3 separate regions of the Sus scrofa genome follow, and regions 2 and 3 are each linked to region 1. The links are chromatin contacts, called in public Hi-C maps. All regions are on one chromosome and are shown on one strand. Each heading gives the region's core, a stretch centred on a gene start, on an enhancer-like site or on the middle of the called end of the contact. The rest is flanking DNA. Distances are from core to core; before and after follow the strand shown.

Region 1 (4,676 bases), core at 1,463-3,962:
CAGCTCGGCAAGGGTATTTGGACACAATGACTTGGAAATAATTAATAGTTATAAAAAGGGGGAGTGGGGTGAGAAGGGGAGCTACGAATGTCATCATATTTTATCGGAGTACTTTATACTCGTTGCTAAACTTTGATCTCCAGATTTTCAGATTTAGGAAAGAAAGGGGGGGGGGAGAAAGTCCAGTATTTCGAAGCACCTACCGGCTTGAGGATGGGCACATTCCTGGCTCCTACGCCTGATCGCTGCGCTCGCACCGCCCATGTTGGGGCTTTGGGCGCAGAGAAGCCCCGGGGTGCAGCCCGAAGCTCTAGGGTGCCCCTTCCCCCACCCGCCCCCGTCCTCGCCCCGGTGCCCAAGGCCGCCTCGACTTACCCGCGGAGTCCGAGGGGAGAGTGGGAGCGCCGCCTTCACGCCCGCGGAGGAGGCGCCGGCAGCACCATGGTCCCTGGCGGCGCCGCTGCCGCTGCCCCTTGCCCGCTTGTTCGCCGCGCGCTCTCTTCCTCTTGCAAACTTTCGGGTTCTGCGGTCGACAAGAAACCGGGGCGACCCTCAGCAAGTCTTCTCAATGCAGGTTGGGGGAAATTGAGGGGGGCGAGATAAGTGGGTAGGCTGGGGGGGCCAAGACCGAGCGGGTGGCGGGCTCGGAAGACCGGCGAGCGCGCGTGGAGGAAAGAGAGGATGTGGCTCAGGGATTCCCTACAAGGATTCCGAGACCGGGAAATCGGCCCGAGCCAAAGTCTCAGCACCTTCCCCGGGATCTTACAAAGTTGCAACAACAAAAAAGGAGGGGGGAGGAAAGGGGGAAAGGGGTGGGATAGGGAAACGATCGCAGGCGCAAGGTTTGAAGTTACAACTGTTTATTTAGTCCTTATTCTCACAGGGGGGCGGGAGCTGCTCGGCAAGACGGGCGGGGGGGGGGTGGCTGTACGCAGCGATTTCGAAGCAAACACTTGGGAGGGGGTATGCGACTTTGTTTCTGGGCGAGGAGCTCCCCGGCGTCCGCGTGTGTCACCGCCAGTCTCCGGGGACCAAGGCGGAGCTCACAACAGGTGGGGAGGGGGGCTCGCCGAGGGCCTAAAAGGAAAAGGAATCAAAGTTTCCGAGCGCGGCCGTGTCTAGGGAGGAGGGGGGCGGGAGGCGGGGGCGAAGTGGAGGCGGAAGCAGCGAATGACCGCGACCCGGCGGCAACTGGCAAACTCCTCGGCTCCCGGAGCCGCCACCGCGGTCCCCACCCGAAGCGCACGCACGCCCGGCTTGCCGGCTCAGCTGAGTCCTCTCTTCGGGGCAGGAATGTAGCGAGGGGAGCTTGGGAGAAAGGCGGCGCGCAGCCGAAGGACGGAGAGCCATGAGCCATCAGCCTCCAGGACAGGGCCGAAGGGACACAGCGACTCGCGCGCGTCTCAGGATAAATTGAGGCTTGAGAAATCCCCCCGTTCCCCAGGCTTGAGAGGGGAGTAGACCCAGAAAGTGCGTGCGGCGGAGTGCATCCAGGCTCGGCGACTCCCCTCAGCGCACCCTACTCCCAGCTCCCACCCGCGAAGTTGGCCACCGTGGTCTCCGACCCCTCGCGGGGAGGCTGGGTTGGCCCGGCCAAGCGCGCGTGGGGGTACGTGTCTAACTGGGGGTGCGCGGGTTTGTGTCTGAGTTTTCCCAGCTCCCAGCGGGCGTCGGAGGAGTGCCCCCGCCGCCAAGTTCGGGGCACCGCGTGCGTGGTACCACGGATGTCCCCAGCCGCGGGGCCTAGGGCGCAGATGTCCCTAGTCATTCTGCGGCGAAGCCCCGGGGGCACCAAGGGGGGCAAACACTAGCGAAGAGCGAAGGGAAAAAGTTTGCTCCAAGTCCAAACTTTGGGCTCCAAAGGCGCTCGGCGCGCCTCCCCTCCCGCAACTGACCCGACCCCGGGCCCAGCGCTCGCCATGCTCCTCGGAAGGCACCCCGACGCTAGACACCGAAAGTTGCGCCGGGCGGCCTGGGCTTATCGATTTCTCTCCCCGCGGCGACTGTGGAAAGCGCAGAACGAGGCGTGAAGGGGCCGAAGGGAAAGCGAGATCGCCTCCTCCCTGCCGCTGCCGCCGCCACCGTCCCCCCTCCCCCGCAACCCCTTTTGACTTATGGAAATGCACCCAAGAGTACGGGCGCCACCGGAGTCCTCTCCACGCCCGCGCCGGCGCGCAGCCCCCACCCACCCCTGAGCTCCGGCCCAACGCGGGGGAGAGAGAGGCTGCCTCTGGGGAGGGCTAGGGGAGATGCACGTGGAGCCTGGAGATGAAAAGTATTTTTTTCCTTTTTTCTTTTTCTTTTTTTTTCTTTTCTTTTTTCTTTTTCTTTCTTTTTTTCTTTTTTTTTTTTTTTTGTGCTGGTTTTTGTTGTTGTTTAAAGTAGTCGGAAACAAGGCGGGAGGCGGCTTGGGAAAAAGTGGAGCAGAAATGGAAAAATACAAACTCACCCGCTGCAAATGGTCTCTCGGTGCAAACTAAGGTGTTTTCGGGCCTTTCCCCGCGCGCGCCCACTCCCGCCCGCGCGCGCACCCCGCACACACACTCGCGCACACGCACACACACACACATACACACGCGCGCACACACGCACTCCCGGGCGAGGGCCGGGCCGCCGCGAGTACAGCATTCAGCCGCCACACAATAAATAACAATAGATTCCTCCGCTCCGGACTAGCTTCCCGGAGCCCAGCCAGCGGCGGCGGCGGCGGCAGAGGCGCGGGCAGCGTCGGGCCGGGGGCGCTCCCTAACCCACCCCGGGCCTCCGGCCCAGGCCCCCTCTCCGTCTCAGGCACCCCCAAACCGCCCCAGGGCGCTGCCTAACATTCCCCACTTCTCGGATCCACTGGGGCGCTAGCCCCCACCCACCTCCCCTGGCCTCCCGGAACAAATAAATAAATAAGGCGCGCGAGAGGCCAACACGTCGCGGAGGGAGATGTTGTTATTTTTTGCTGTTGTGCGTCCCTGACGTCACATCCACCTGCTGGGTAAACAACAAGGCTAGCAAAAAAAAAAAAAAAAAAAATCGCAGTTGCCAAAGCAAGGGGGGAGGGTGTGCGGGGGCTGGGGGCTAGGTGCAGGGGAGCCGGGAGGTGGGAGTGCGGGGTGTCCAGACTGGATGGGGAAAAGAAGGAGGCAGAGCCCCGCAGACCAGAGAGGGGAAGGCCACGCCAGAGCAGTCCTTGGCAAAAGAGGGATCTGGCAAGACAGACCTGGAAAATAAGGGGCATGGGGGAGGGGGGATTCCTCAGAAGATGGGGAAAGGGGGGCCCATTCAGGCATGAGAAAAAGCCGAGAGAGAGAGTGTTAACAACTAGGGCCGAAGATGGGAATGCTAAGGCTATTTGCTTGGTTTCTGAGCTAAAAATACAGAAGGAAGAAGAGAGGATAGGCAGGGATAAGAGGTTCCTCCAGTTAAAAGTGAAAGTGTTTTGCCATCAGTGACAGTTGAAGGAGGGGGAGGCGGAGTGGTGTTTCAACCCCCTTTCTCCTTCTCTCCCGTCCTCCCTCGGTCTCTCCTCTTTCTTTCTGCACTTTGTCCAATGAAAGAAGGCGAGTTCGGGAGGTGAAAGTTCAACAGAAGGACAAACCCCTGTTTGCAAGGAAACAGAAACCCGCCAGCGAGGGTCCACCTCCCCCCCACCACCAGGAGAGTGTAACGCGGGACGTTTTTCCCCCCTTCCTTGTCAGAGTCACTGCCGGAATGTGTAGTTAGATCCACTTTAGGCGAAAGTGGCTGCGAAGGGAGCTGTGCTCTCGGCCAAGGTTTCTCTTAGGAAAACGCCCAGGGGGCTAGCAAGTCAATCAGTTGTTTAACACAAATTACCTGCTCTCCCAGAGATCACTCAAATGGAAAAAGCTTTGTCCAATTTGAAAAAGCGAGATTTTTTTTTTCTTTTTGCCGCTTTAAAGTTTGGTGAAATTTAGAAATTTGAAGGAGTAAATGAGGAGCCTGAATGAAATGTTGTGAAATATGCATAAACATGTATAAAACAAAAGACGCAATTATTTTTTTCACTTTTATCAGCCCAGGGAAGACTTTTTGTTCCCCAAGTGTGACTTAAAAAAAAATATGGCTCTACGGCTTCTTTTTGCTGTTAACAAAAGTAATTTTTTTCAGACCCCCCCCACCCCCACCCCAGATGCCACCAGCCTTCAAAGGAGCATTTCTAGCTATTGGCAGGGCAACTCTTTTTGAGAATGTATATCCAAAGTCACTCCTGCATATTCCTACAAAGTACTTGGGGGGCACGGGGGACACAAGTACTGTCCCTTTGGTCTTGAGTCCAATACAGTTGTATATAATAAATATTCTGAAAAGGTTACTATAAATTCTTTTGGATATAATGTTACAAATATTTTTAAGCATTCATTTACAGAATACTAAATCTCAATTTCAATCAAATCATAAGACTACCACTTTAAAATGGTATCTGTCTTGTGAGTTTAAAAAAAAAAAAAAAAAAAGCCATCCACTGGTGATACAGAATAAAGCCAGAGATAGGGTGATTGTGCTAAGGTAATTCCAACATAGCAGAATTCATGCTGTGTAAGATTCCAGGCTAGCCAGGCAAGGATATCCATCGGATCTTTGAGACAAGAATCCAGATAAAGAAAATGTGTTTTAGTTCATATAGAACTTCCTAGCTTCTGAGAAGCTAGGGTTTATGTTGTCTT
Region 2 (4,676 bases), core at 1,145-3,644, 92 kb before region 1:
TGAACCAAACAATTGCTGGGGTCACACCAACCAGCTGGGGGCTCAGGTCTGTGATTCTACATGGATTCAGAAGCACAGAGAAGCCACACAAGTGAACACAAAAAACCACAGTGGGTATCTGGGCAGATAAAAGGCTTTCAAGAGGAATTATCCTGGGCAAGTTTTAGAAAGAACTGGAAGCTAGGGTGGAAAAGGGATGCCACAAAATCAGAGTATCATGGTCAAAGGTTTACAGGTGGGTTCAACAGGCAAGTAACGCCAGAGAAGAGCAGTAAGATGGGAGAGACCACAAAGGAGCTGCAACAGTTCACAACTGGAGCAGCAGCTGGTGTCTGGAGGGGATGCGAGTTGGGCAAACAACGCTTAGAAGCATCATTAGTGCTGTCCTGCTTGACTTCATTAGAGTCACCGAGCATATCCAAAAGTAAAGGAAAAACTACCACTGAGGCTGGGGGAATTGTTTTGGTTTTGTGAGTGGTTAAACATCAAATTGATCCAAGACCAAATTCCATTTCCACCAAGCTCTACAACTCTAACCAAAATGCTGTATGAATGGTAGATATTCCAGTTTTATATGTATACACTGTATACATGCATAAATAATACACATATACTATGGTTTTTACATACATTTATATATACTATAGAATGCATACTATATATATAATACATATATACACACAAATGCTATAATACATATGTATACACTCATATACTGTAAATATAAGCTATAGAACTATCACAAACTATATATACTATATTTTTAATGTGTATTTATAGTGTATACACTATAAAATACATACTATATAAATAGATTATATACACACACCATAACACATATATACACTGTAAAACACAAGCTATATAACTCTAACCAAAATACTACATAAACTATATACTATACTATTGTTTTACACATATTTATAGTACATATACTATATCTGCAACATATGTATATAATACACATCTATATGTACATACATAATACCATAAAATCAAGCTCTAGAACTCTAACCAAAACTCTGACCTCTAAAATTGAAAAACATAGCAACTGAAATTTAAAAGAAAAAAAAACAAAAACAGAAGACAGTATCCAAATAAATATCCAGAACACAACCCAGAGGCAAAAACTGTCTACCTAGATTGGTATGCCCAGAAAAATTACCTTTCAAAAATGACAGTGAAATAAAGACCTTTTCAGACAAACAGAAATTTATCACCTTTCGGAAGTTACCTTGTGGTGCAGCAAGTTAAGATCTGGCATTGCTGCAACAGTGGTATAGGCTGCAGCTGCAGCTGGGTTCAATCCCTGGCCCTGGGGGAACTTCCATAGGCCAGGCCATGGGCAGAGCCAAAAAAAAATTTTATCACTCTTCTCCAAGGATATTCAGAAAAGATGCATTTGGGGCCCAAAGAAAAAGATTTCATGAAGAAGGTCCCCTGATTTAAGAAGAAAGGGGGGCCAAAGTAATGGAGAACTTGTGAGTAAATGAAAAGTAAATGCCTTAAAATGACATGCAGGTCTCAAAAAAAAGTTGGATAACACTGTCACTTGCTCCCCACCCAGGCCCACTTGTTCACACTGGCTCTCTGTCACCAAGGCTGACTGCAAACCTGCTCTGCAATGAAGGTACCGGGTTGAAATGCAGATTCCTGCCCCCAGAGTCCAGAGATTCTCAGTCTGGTCCCCGGAATCTGCATTTCTACCAGATACCCCAAGGATCGCTGATGAAGATGCATCCTTGCCTCTGAAGAGGCTGCACCACTTCAGGCCAGGAATCCAGGGAGCCCCAGGGGCTCAGCCTGGGAGGTCATGGCTGAAGGTCCAGCTGGCCTTTGTTCTCTTCCACTTCACTAGAGCCCCAGAGAGCACCTGGGCCCAGGGGGTCAGCAGCAACTCTGCCTTAACCCTGCCAGTAAGGAGCTGCAATAAATTAAAAGCCCATTAAGATATTTTAGAGAAAAGCCTAGAAGTGCTGAACCATTAATTGTGCCATATTCAATCTGCTTTTCTGGAGATTTGAAAAGCCAGATTACCATCTTGGGGGTCATTAGAAAGAATGAAGCTTTCTCCGTTTTCAATTTACATATTTAAAAATGCATAGATCCTTCCAGTGGCTACTACACAGGGCTTTCCAAGACCAGAGGCCACTTTGTGGTCTAACCATGGAGACAGAAGCCCGGGGGGTCATGGGACCAATAAGAAACCAAAGCTCAGGGACCATGGTTGCAAAACAACTCCAGGAAAACAGGTAGAGGCAGCCACAAAACAACAGTGATGTTTTTTTGTTTTGTTCTCCCCTGTTTATTTTTCCCTGAAGCAATCCTTGCTCGGTACAAAAGTCTGCAGGGAGCTGGAAAGAGCAGCTGTGGTTCCCTGAGGCCAAGACCTAGCAATCAAGTTGTTTACCAAACACTGCCAGGCACCGGGAAAACAACAACAGCACAGGCAGTATTTGCATCTGTTTTTCAAAAACAACCTCCAAAGTCTGAGGCCTGTCGGGTACTTCCCTGCATGGTTGAGAGGAGCACTTGGAAATTAAAGGCATGAACTGCCTTGGGGATAAGCCCCCATGGCCTACATGTAATCCATTATTCCATTTCTTTTGAAGAGTGCCTAGTCTAAAAATAAAAAGGATTGGCAGTCTGCAGAGCTGCCAAGCAGCGGACTGATACAGACAACATGCTCATCACTGGCAGTTCCAAGCAAGACAACAGTGGCCATCTTTGCAAAGTGACATACTTTGCTGACCATCCAATGCCTCAAGACAGCCAGCAGTGGTTCTCAATTTTGACCAAGCACCAGATTCTCCTCTGGGAGGGCTAATAAAATACAGATTCCTGGGCCCCTCTCTCCCTCTGAATGTCTAATTCGGTAGGTTCAGGGTGGGGCCAGAAAATCTTCAGCAAGTCCTCACGTGATGCTGGTGCTACTGGCCCAGGCACCACGTTTTGGAAAGCACTGCTCCCTAGCCACCCTAAAGATCTGGGAAGTCCGTTCCCACCCACACCTGTCCCAGGGATCATCTGAGCGAGTATGGCAGGGTCATACCCAAAGGAGTTCACAGAACAAAATGCACTGCACGGTTTTCCACGTGCTCCTCCAGATGCTCCATCTGCCGTATTGCCTCAACCTCCCACCTTGCCGTGTCCTGGGAGGGAGCCCTGTGGGGATGCATCAATGGGTACCCTTGTCCTCTAACTTCCAGCTGGCACAGCAACTGGAGGTCTCATCTCAGAAGGACAGAGAAGATGGGGCATTTAGCAACCAGGCTCTCTCCCCACCCAGGCACTGGAAGTTGACTCCGAAAGATCACAGCTCCTGCCAGGCAGCCCTTCCCATGCAGCTGTTCTCCCCCAGCTTTCCCGATGAGCCCTCCCCATGTTCTCTCAGACCCACAAGAGGTACAAGCCACCTATTTCCTGCAAGGACTCTGACACAAAACTCAAACTGAATGTCTTCTCCTCTGGCTCTCCCTAGGTTTTAGAATGCTATACCTGGAATCCTATGTACCCACATAATGTAAGTATACGTGTTCATACACACTCATATACACATGTATGTATATAAGAATATATATACAATACATATATCATTATAAATTTTTTAATGTAGCTCAATCAGATAGGCCAGGAGACCTGGGAGCCCATGGCCAAGGCCATCTCATGGGGTTTGCAACCCATGTTCCTTCAGGTCCCTGTGCCCCAGGAAGAGTAGGCCCCCTCTGCCTAATCGGTTACACAACCTGATAGGAAGGGGAGCATGTGTGAGCGCTTCAATCCTTCTCTAATTTACCAACTTAGTTTCCTTTGTTGCAAAGAGCACCAAAATAGAAAGGGAACAGAAGTGGGTGGAGCGGGCTCCATCACCGACTCCTGTGAATAACTTTCTGACAATGCTGAACCCGGTTCAAAAAGCACATCGGCTGCAAAAAAATAAGGTGCCTGTTGTCAGCTCACAAATAAAATGCCAATCTGCCTCAATTAATAAGGCTCGGAGAAGAACACATAATACTTCTGCTTTAAAAATAATCATAACCTCAAGTGTACCCTAAATAAGCATCCATCTGAACAGCTAAGTTCTAAAGTTTTAGTCAAAATGGTCACCCAGACTTAACCAAATGGGTCACATCAACCTCTGGGGCTTCACTGAATCCAAATAACTTCATTTCAATTACGATCCCTAGAACTAATCACTATCCCTTTTACTAAACTTTCGCTAATAAGATTTCTTTCAACTCACCAGAGGACTTTTTGGTATCTATGTTCAAAAACAAGTTTTTAAGTAAACCCATTAGATTAATTAGAACGCACAGGGAATATGGTTTCTATGTAATTACTTTTCTAGTTCACTGAGGCTTAAGCAGAAACCTTTTTTGTTTGTTTATTCTTTTTCACTAAAAATCCCCCTAACATTCCATTTACCACGTGAAGGCTGGCCCTCCTGCTGCATCTGTGTGCCTCCCCCATCTCCCCAGTAAGCAGCCCAGCTTCTCTCAGAACCCTGCCACAGAAAATGAATGACGTAACTTTAACCCCATCTACAGGGCATAGACATACCACCATCCTGGTGCCTTCCGGCCATCGTAGAATCCCATTTCATTCCTCATCTTGGCTCAAGTACTCACTTCTTCCCACTGCCCTCCAAGACCAACAAGGTGAACAGTCTGGAGCCT
Region 3 (4,676 bases), core at 808-3,307, 67 kb before region 1:
ACCAAATGAAAAAATCCCAGTAAGACAGACAGAGAGGAAGAAGGAAGAAAGCACACATGCACCCCTCCCCTCTCCCCCCCACCAGCACTCCCCCAGCCCCACATACACCACTCGCTATTAAGTCCATACGTCTCCCCAATCATCTTGGGACGTTTCTTCATCTTATTACGAGTGTCTGAAACACAGAACATATTCTCTGCTAACCCATAAATGAACCACTCCTAGACTTCTGTTTGCCTCATCAATTTCTACACCTTTTTGAAAAATAGATCATTTTACATTCCTTTTCAATGACAGCAAAGGGCTCACATTTTTGAAAAACATATATCCATTTCTTAGCATATGTGCAGAGTGACTTCCCAGCATGAAACTGGCTGACCCCTTTAAATGTTCTCATTCCAAATAGGAGGGAAAGCCCATCTTATGTAACTCCACAGGAATCCTTGCAGGATTATATCAGATGCAAACCTCTTGGCGGCTCATTAGAAATCGTCCCCGTCTGTCACTAAGGTTAGATTTGAGGACTTCTTTACAAGGATATAAGGGGGCCTCCTCCACCCTGTTTCCCAGAACAGCAACAGAATGTTATTCCATGTGGCCTAAAAATGTCAGTGTGAGACTGCCCTTGAGAAAATGGCTTCAAATCTAAAATGTTCTTGCAAAGGGATGAGTGAGTCAGGCATCCCCAAAACGCTGAGAACAGTGTGTATCAGAAACCTGTCCGTCTTGTGTCTCCACTTAGCCTCTAGGAACCAAAACAGGTTGGCACTGACAAGTCAATTGAAATTTCTCTGACATTTATTATTTTTTTCTCTAAAGCAACCCAGGTAAAGTCGCAAGGCATAATCGACAATGACAGTTGCCATCTGAGAGCAAAGCGATGACCTGACTCCGCCACCCACACCAAGCAGAACGCATGCAAATGAGAAGAGAAAAAAAACCCACATGGGCTGAGGGGGGATGAGGACCATTTCCCACTCCGGCTCCACCCCCCAGCTTGCACCAATGCCCCCACTGCCATCACTCAGCATTCACACTTGCATCCACTGCGGACCAACACCTTGGATATCAAGAGGAAGGAGCCACAGTTCTGGGAGATGACAGAGAAGCACAAGGACAATTCAAACACGGGGAAAGAAATGCTCGATCAGGATGCGAGGGGGGTGGAGGTGGGCAGCAACACAGAAAGGCTCCTCATTTAACCTGAAGAAAACAGAGAGGATCAGTGAAGCTGACATCCCTGAAACTGTAAAGTGAAAGGAAAAGAAGAAAGTGGTTGGTGGGCCAGGGACCCTGTTCGAGGCCCCAAATTATGAATCATTGATGTGAGAGCCTAAGGTGATCCAAAAATGCATCTGTGGTGGTTTTTGTTTGTTTTAGATTTCAGTTTGGGAAGGAGAAATCTGGCCACTTCATTCAACTAGCATTTCTTCAGCAATGAAGAGGTGAGGCTGAAGACCTCAAGGGAGCCATTGCACCTGTCTGTTTGCCCCTATGGACCGCCGGGTTTGCAGCCCTCTTTATCGGCAGAGGCAATAACACTCATAAAGGCCCAGAGGCTATTTTAACGCGTCACCAACAGCCTCTAAAAGCTCAGCCTTGTTTAGAATGGACAAGCAATGAGGTCCTACTGTACAACGCAGGGAACTACATCCAATCTAATGGGATAGAACATGATGGAAGACAGTATGAGAAAAAGAATGTACATTTATGCATGACTGGGTCACACTGCTGAACAGCAGAAATTGATACCACATTGTGAGTTAACTATACTTTACTTAAAATTAATAATACTACTACTAAAAGCTTGGCCTTGGCTCCGAGACTCCAAACTTGTTATAAAGCCCTCTCACGTGGTACATTTTCAAGTCTCTCTGGTTGAAAGCCACAGAACATTTGAGCAGCGAGAAATTATGCCAGAGCTACTATTACAAAGGGCAGATAACAAAACCCAAATAAAAAAACAGCCACCCACAAACATCCCAAACACCACGCACCAGCAATTGCAAAGCAAACCCTTGGGCCTGGCAAGAATTCCGAGAGAGACACTGGCACCAGAAATGCTGAGCTCCCAGCGGGCGGCAGTCCAATGACAGGGGCAAAGGTGCCCAGGCTCGTCTGTCCGTGCTGGCACAGTCAATGTAGAGAAACTTCTTTTTTCCTAAGATTCATATTTCTCAGGGTAAACTCCACTCTGTTCAAAGGGAGACAGACAGACCCGAAAGACAGGAAATACCACCAGACTGCTTTTCCTGTGATGGTGTTTTCCAAAAGAGGCAAGGAGATTGGGGTACTTAGTAAGTCAGGGACAGAGAGACAGAAAGAAAACAGGCTCTTGATTCTGAAAGGCTTGACTTTTTATCCTGAATTGGCTATGCAACCCTGAGCAAGGGAACTGCCTTTCCTGATCCTCAGCAACTTCCTCCTCAAGATGAAACTGGCCCTGCCCACTGTCCAGATGGGTTGGGAAGGTTAAATACAATTTCTATCAAGCGTCTCAGAGAGCAGGTAGTTCTAGCAAGCTTGAAGACTGCTACCATAACCCAGATCTTTCTGGGCCCACGCCACCCTGTCAATCATCCCACGAACTGGGAGAAATTCATGAAAACACCATGCACTGACTCACATGGGAAGAAAGAAATACAACCCATGACTCGGGTCCATCTACTGCACACATCCTCGCCTGATGTTTGCATGAACGGAGGTTGTAGTGGCAAGCAGGACTGGGCCTTCAGTAAAATCGAGAGACACTGGCATGGCTTTCCTGTCTAATTCTCATGGGTTTTGCATGCTGTTCTATAATACTCTGAGGAATGACAGTATTTGCACACTCAGTTTTCCCAAATTCAACTACATGAGCTAAGCAGGAGAAGGTAGGCCAAGAAGGTGACCTTATGAAGAGATAACAGCCACTGCAAAAATAATTAGCCAAGACGAAGTCATACTGGAGTAGAGTGGGCCCCTAATCCAATAGGACTGGCATCCTAATAAAGAGGGGAAATATGGACAGAGACACACATGCAGAGAGAACACCATGTGAAGATGAAGGAGAACATCAGGGTGATGCTTGTACAAGCCAAGGAACATGGATGATCGCCAGCCAAGCACCAGAAGCTATGTGAGGTGGCATCAAACAGAAGCTCCCCCACTGTCCTTGGAAAGAGCCAACCCAGTCAACACCAAGCCAGCCTTCTGGCTTCGAGGACTGTGAGACAATACATTTCTGCTGTTTGAGCTGAGAGGAAAGGAGAGAGGGAGGAGTGAGGCAGCTGGGGCAGTGGGGGGGGCAGAGGTGAGCCTTGAAACAGTGAGCTCAGGATGGCCTCATGCCACACCAAGAGCTACAATTATGCTGCCCTCAATGGGATGATTCCACTTCTAGCCACACCCCTTTTCCCCCACCACTGCCAAGCAAAGAAGGGATGTAACAAAAACAACAAGCATCCTTCATCCTCTGCCCTGGATTAAGACCAGAGCCATGAAATGCTCAAAGGCATTTGAACAATGAAAGGCACAAAGAACATCCACCACAGGTATTTCTACTAACAGGTCCCTTGGCTGGAGTGGGGTAGTAGATAGCAACACTCCTGGACATATACTCGAACAAAATTAAAATTCAAAAAGACACACACACCCATATGTTCACAGCAGAACTACTCACAATAGTCAAGACATGGAAACAACCTAAAGATGCATTGACAGATAAATGGATTAAGAACATGTGGTACATATACACAAGGGAATACTACTCAGCCATAAAAAAGAACGAAACAATGCCATTTGCAGCAACGTGGATGCAACTAGCGATTCTCACACTAAGTGAAGTAAGTGAGAAAGAGAAAGACAAAGACCATCTGATATCACTTATATGTGGAATCTAAAATGCAGCACAAATGAACCTACCTACAGAACAGAAACAGACTCACAGACATGAAGAACAGGCTTGTGGTTTCCAAGGGGGATGGGAAGGGAGTGGAATGGATGGGGAGTTTGGGATTGGCAGATGCAAACTATTATGTTTAGAATAGATAAGCAATAAGGTCCTACTGCATAGCACAGGGAACTGTAACCAATCTCTTGGAACAGACCATGATGGAAGATAATATATAAGAAAATATATACAAAATATATATATGTATGGCCGGGTCACCTTGCTGTATAGCAGAAATAGGCACCACACTGTAAATCAACTATATTTTAATAAAAATTTAAAAATCAGAGCCAGCTGACAGTGAAGGGGGACAGAGAAATCCACCACAGGTATTTCTACTAACATATCACTCAGTTGGATTGGGGTGGCAAATAGAGACAGGACAGACCAAGAAATGCTGATGTTTGGGCGCTGCAGATTGAGTAGGTGTGAGCGAGGAATTCATAAGACTATTCCAAACTGGATTCTACTTCCTGCCAAAAACAAGTTTAATTTAAAAATATAATTAATTATTTTTTTGCAGGAAGAAAAAAAAGGACGAGAGGAATTACAGTGGACAAGTGTTCTAGATCTTGATTCTCATTCGTTTCTGCACTTGGATCCAATGGACACCTTTTCATATTCTTAAAATAAATGTTCTCTTTCCTTAAATTAGCTGGTTTTGGGTCTGATGTTTGCAAGCCAAATTTTTTTTTTTAACCAAAGTATTAAGATTGTGTATCTCTGGGTAGCAACATCAAGGCCA

Evidence for each region. Hi-C and Micro-C count contacts between places; a contact is called where the count stands out from the background.
Region 2: a Hi-C map of liver shows a contact between it and region 1, with 3 times the contacts expected there. The contact joins the enhancer-like site here to the promoter of FOXP1 in region 1. A contact is called at or near these places in 1 of 5 promoter capture datasets (liver), 9 of 47 Hi-C or Micro-C datasets (embryonic fibroblasts, fibroblasts, liver and 1 more) and 1 of 2 datasets of contacts at active chromatin or transcription factors (skeletal muscle).
Region 3: a contact with region 1 is called in a Hi-C map of liver, with 5 times the contacts expected there. The contact joins the enhancer-like site here to the promoter of FOXP1 in region 1. A contact is called at or near these places in 6 of 47 Hi-C or Micro-C datasets (alveolar macrophages, embryonic fibroblasts, fibroblasts and 1 more).

Annotation. Positions count from the first base shown.
Region 1 is chr13:52,971,645-52,976,320 of Sscrofa11.1, forward strand. It overlaps FOXP1 (forkhead box protein P1), which reads right to left and starts at 2,713. Exons shown (of 21, transcript XM_021070841.1): 1 at 2,450-2,713; 2 at 376-523.
Region 2 is chr13:52,880,432-52,885,107 of Sscrofa11.1, forward strand. All of the region lies in intron 2 of FOXP1 (forkhead box protein P1), which reads right to left. Among named protein-coding and RNA genes, the nearest start is that of FOXP1, 92 kb to the right of the region's middle. Within about 2 kb of position 2,395, at least 3 of the 83 cell types and tissues checked have an H3K27ac peak or open chromatin away from gene starts, as enhancers often do. A contact at or near this core is called in liver and skeletal muscle, where this site is marked.
Region 3 is chr13:52,904,879-52,909,554 of Sscrofa11.1, forward strand. The region is part of intron 2 of FOXP1 (forkhead box protein P1); the gene reads right to left. Among named protein-coding and RNA genes, the nearest start is that of FOXP1, 67 kb to the right of the region's middle. Within about 2 kb of position 2,058, at least 5 of the 83 cell types and tissues checked have an H3K27ac peak or open chromatin away from gene starts, as enhancers often do. A contact at or near this core is called in liver, where this site is marked.